2 separate regions of the Gossypium arboreum genome follow, and region 2 is linked to region 1. A link is a contact called in public Hi-C data. All regions are on one chromosome and are shown on one strand. The core of a region is the stretch at or near the end of the contact, and the rest is flanking DNA. Distances in the headings are between cores, read along the strand shown. Region 1 holds the start of LOC108476643 (BI1-like protein). Region 2 holds the start of LOC108478760 (S-adenosylmethionine decarboxylase proenzyme 4-like).

Region 1 (2,608 bases), core at 30-2,529:
TTTGGTGATAGACGTGCAAGGGCCACAACACTACATGGATTAGGTTTTATTGTTAAGACTTAAGATAGAGCATGGTAATGTGATAAAACAAATGTAGCAGCGCTCTTTAAAATCTTAAAGTAAATGCTCGGGAACAATTTAGAAAGGGAGACTTTTCTAGTTCAGGTCTATCATCAATCTGAAAATAAGGTTAAAACTTAAAAGAGAACTAAGATTTCATTACTACCAAGAGCTGGAAATCTATCATACTGATTTTATCATTAGAAGAAAGAAACTCTAGGCCATTATAAACTGTAGTACTAAAATCTAGGCATAAAAGGCATACTATATCAGCTTTCGAACCATCAAAGCAAACATGAAGATCTCCTGCTTTTGATTAGGTTAAGAACAGTGCAGATCACTTTATTAAAAACCTAATACAACATAAAAATTACACAATGAGACAGCTAAAAGATCTATATTCTAAACCCTCAAATTCCCCACGAAAGGCATCCGGATCCGGAAAAGTGAACAGATAGAATCACTCTATACAGAAAAATGGCAGAAAATGCTGACTATAAAAGCAATTAGTGTTGAAATTTGAGGTCAAGACTCGATTCACAAACGTTTTGAATCTAACCTTAACCGACGCTTGAAAGATATTAACTTCATAATAAGAATTTAAAAAGTGAACTAATAAACTAGAAGGAGGCCTAAGAACTAGTACTATTTCTTTCATAACAGTTCAAATTTACCAAGTTCAAAAGGTGTGGAAAAAGAAAGAATCAAGATTGAAAAATGAAAGGAATATATAAAGGAGAGGACTTTACAGATGAAAGGGACTAAACAGAGGAAGAGCAAGATGCCAGAGTTTCCACGGAGGAGCTCGTTGACCGGAGCCGAGAACACCACAAAGGCGGAGACCACGGTGGTTAACACTAGCTGTGCCGCAACGATGCCGTAAACCTTTCGGATAAAGCCCCATCGGAGCTGGTTCTCACCGTAGCTGAGTCCCGGGTACAGAGTGTCTCCTGACTCTAGATCTACCTTATCCGCCTTACTGACACTCGTGCTGCTCACACGCTCGTATCTGTACATTTTTTTTTTCTCCTGCTTTTCTTTTCTTTTATTCTCGTTTGATTTTCAGGGAAATGAGATGAGAAGAAAGAAACAGAGGGAAATTTTGTTGTAATTTTGTTTCTTTCTGAATAATGTATTGTATCATAAGAGAAGATAACCAATCTAAAAAGCCTTGAGGTGAGATCTACGCGTTATTAGTAGCTAATATTCCATCATGAAATCATGTATTTTATGGGAAGTTCTTAAGTTATTTAAATGCATAATGATTTACGTGGATTTTAGTAATTAATTAATTTTAAAAATTAAAATATTAAAAATATTTTTATATTTTATATAATTTTAATTTTTTCAAAATTATATTTATATACTTTTCTGAATTTTTAAAATTTTAAAAGTTAATTAATTATTTACGTGACATTTACATATATGTCATGTCAATGAAGTTAATAAATGTTAATTTTTTATTTATTTTGGAGTAATTTGACAAATAATGGAATTTTAAGGTTAAAAACTTTAAATAGAAGGCTAAAATATTTTTTTTAAGTTTAGAGAGTCAAATAAATCATTATGTCTTATTTAAATAACTTTTAGATTTTATTACAATTTAATGTTACTCTCAAACTAGAGTTGTTACTCATTGATCTGGGCGTTCACTCTACAACCCATGTCATAGGTTCAAGTCGTAATAATTATCTACTTATAATGTGTGTTGCTAGTAATTTACTATTATAAATAGTGTATAAATTGTACCAAAAAAATGTTAATCTCAACAAAAGAATTTAATTTAATGTTTGTTATACTTGAAAAAAACTCGAACTCCAAGCTTAAGATAAACAACAATAAAAAGGGCCAAACTCTTACAAACGTTCAGATGGCACAAAACCAACAATGAAGCTAAAAGGCACTAATATGGAATCTTGAATTCGATTATTGAATTTGATGTTACTCAAATAAATTGATTTTATCCCATCCATACATGTATTGAGCACGATCTTATCGGATTAAGAACACATACCTTAGCCAACCACATATTAGTCCCCTCAAATCCCCAACAACAACAACGATAGAAACAATAAGGGGCTAGAGGATAAAGAGAGAAAGGTGATAAAGAGGTAAAGGTTTTCATAAAAGGCAAGACTTCCATAACCAATAGAATCAAAGTATATTCTTTTAAGCTTTCATCATCTTCCCTTCACTAACTTAATCATTGAATAACATCCTAAAGAAACTACTCTAATGCCCCATAGTTCTTCTTTTTGTCTTGCAAGCCTGATGTAACAACCTTTACCTAGATTGATGATAGCCACAAATAAGGGAAGTCACATTTAGATGTTTAAAATCATATATAAAACTTTGGCATGGCTTAATTCGTGCCCAAGACAAAAACCAAGAAATTTTGAATCAATTTCGAATATAAAAACATAAATTTTCACGAAGCAGTAGTCCATATCTCAAGGCAAGGATAGCATGTCTCAAGACATGAGACCCCTAGAGTTAAAATTGTGTTGCCAACTTGTAGAAAACTTAAATTTAAGTCTTTAAACACTTC
Region 2 (2,608 bases), core at 45-2,544, 230 kb before region 1:
CCCAATTTCACACAAATCCTCCTCCCCACCTCTCTGATCTCGCCACGTTATCGCTCCTAAAATCCTTTCATCTTTCTACCTAAGTCAACCCCACATTTTTCATCCTTTTTCATCCAATTAAATTCCTCCACATCATACCTTATATGTTTTATCCCTCCGATTTTCCTCCAATGAAAAACTAAGGTTTTTTTTTTTCTTGTCGTCTTTTACCGGCATTATTTCCGGCGAGCCGCCGTGAACGTTTGGTAGGAAATGGTACCGGCGGCAGGGAACTCATCCATTGCGAAACTCTGGCACTTGAGTCCAAGTGGTTGCAACGCACGCGCCACCTTCGTCCAAACCTCACGGCTACATCTACTCGTCGAAATTGAAACCGTCGCCGGCATGAAAACTCGAACAGCTTTCTTTAAGGTCTCAACGATATCATCCGGGTCCTCGCAAACCGATCCAACGCACTCGAAGCTAGCGTAACTAAACCCATCTTCAGGGGTAACATGGATGGTGGAGTAACGATCACCATCAATGCCATTCATGGAGTAACCACACGGATCAAACGCGAAGTCACATATGAAAGCTCCAGCGTTAATGGTGTCAATCCCCGTCAGCTCCGTCATGTCTCTGCCGGCTAAATCCCCTGTTTTGCTATCCCGGGAGAAGAACTTACGTGCAATGAGGCGGTCGAGTTCCGTCATGCAAACTTCGACGGTGAAAGTAGCATGAGAGGGATATTTCAGTGGAGGCAAAAGGGTAGCGGTGAAAACATGCCATGAATGAGCTGTTAACTTAGAAGGCATAACGAAGGCTTTTCGATAACAAAGATTGTCGGGGATATTATGTTCAATGTAAATGACTTCTTCTTGGAAGCTGGTGTGAGGGAAAGGTTGGGATTTGGGGAAGATGAAGTTACCTCTGGTGTAACTACATGTTTGCAAAGTGAGGCCAAGATTGTTGGCAAAGTGGATCAATGGAGGGATTGATTTGAGAAGTTGGGTTGTCCCACAGGTTTTGATGATGATCTTTGTAGGGTAAACAAATAAGCTTGATTCAGACAAAACGTAAGCATCAAAGAAAGGGTTCCCAACAGCTGCTACAACAGTGCATTGGACAGCAAGTAAGACTTGCTCGAGTGATTCGAAATCAAGCAGCCTAAGCCCCAACATGTTGTTCCCATCATCATCATCAATATCCCCAAAGAAATGGAGCTCTAGGCGTTTCTCAAACCCTTCAAACCCTGAAACAGCCATTTCCAAATGACAAAAAACCCAAAGACTGAAACAAGATTGAATTAATTAGATGGTGTAGAGGTGAGAGGTGTGGCATATCGGAATTTATAGGTGGCTTAAAGAGAGAGAGAGAGGAGGGAAGGGGGCATGCGATTGAGGCAACCAAGAATCATGATTGCAGGCATAATGAAGTGAATAAGATGATGATATGTTGTGAAATATTATCTCTTTTTTCCTTTTTTTTATTTTTCTTGTGTGTGTGAGAGAAAGAATCAAATCTTTCTTTCGTTGTTTCATGAAAGAAAGAGATACAAGGGAACGGGATTTATGCCCACGCGCATGCATTTTTCAGGTTTTCTTTGTCATGCTCATGCACTCACTAGTCCCGCCTGCAACTCTCCAGTAACTTCCATTTGGCTCCATTCCAACATATTGGAGTACTGTTTCATTGTACAAAGAATGGTATTTTTGGGGGATAAATTATTAACAAGCCATTCTCATTTCAAAGTGTTTGGGTTGAATAATTCTGCTGGGTAGTAATTTAAGGAAGATGCTGTTGGGGGAACTGATTATGTATGTTTGAGGGAGGGGCCCTAACACAATAATCATAGGCATAATCCTTGTTTGTTCTTCAACATTTATATGAAAGTCTTAAGAATTTTGTCTCAGATTGATAGTTCACATGCATTACCTTTGATTTTTTTTTTCCAACATTCACTGATGTCTGCTTCTTTCGTAACCAGAAAATTTATCCGTATGAATGTGGGATTTTGGTAAGCTTATATGAAAATTCTAGTCTGTCCGGGGTTTAGCATGGGATTATCAAATCATTGACAACTTTTTAGTGAGGTTTTTTCTTTAATTAGAAAAATTGTCAAAATGGACTCCATTGAAGAAAAAAATGATGAGGTCAAAACTTAAGGAAAATTTCTACTGTTATTAAGTGATTGGCATGAGAGAGTTTTAAAGAACAACAACGGCAACACTATTATAGGATGGACCAAATGTTTCAAAGCAGACCAAACAATCTTAATCATCAGTTTTGCAAATTAGAAATGAGTGGTCACACTTAATTCGCTATTTCATATATGTTCCCAAGTTGTTACAGGTTTTATTTATTAGGAAGCAAACAATATATATTATAACCTACAGAAATATTGATATATTATAAAAAAATACTCGTATTAAATTCAAAATACCCATTTAAATTTGTATATATCCATAATTGTCACCCATATGAATTATGTTTCTTGGTTGAAGAATAGAAAGTTGAAAATGCTTTTATTATTATTATTAATGAATATGATCCTAAGCCCAGCAAATTAAAATGGACTAAAATAATGGAAATAGAGGTAATTAGTGCTTTGGGTAGCTTTTGGAAGTAG

The links. Hi-C and Micro-C count contacts between places; a contact is called where the count stands out from the background.
Region 2: a contact with region 1 is called in a Hi-C map of leaf, with 1.8 times the contacts expected there. The contact joins the promoter of LOC108478760 here to the promoter of LOC108476643 in region 1. A contact is called at or near these places in 2 of 5 Hi-C or Micro-C datasets (both in leaf).

Annotation. Positions count from the first base shown.
Region 1 is chr10:99,288,212-99,290,819 of ASM2569848v2, reverse strand. It overlaps LOC108476643 (BI1-like protein), which reads right to left and starts at 1,279. Exons shown (of 4, transcript XM_017778915.2): 1 at 810-1,279; 2 at 1-30. The coding sequence starts at 1,077.
Region 2 is chr10:99,519,100-99,521,707 of ASM2569848v2, reverse strand. LOC108478760 (S-adenosylmethionine decarboxylase proenzyme 4-like) reads right to left here and starts at 1,294. Exons shown (of 1, transcript XM_017781223.2): 1 at 1-1,294. The coding sequence starts at 1,244. The coding sequence ends at 216.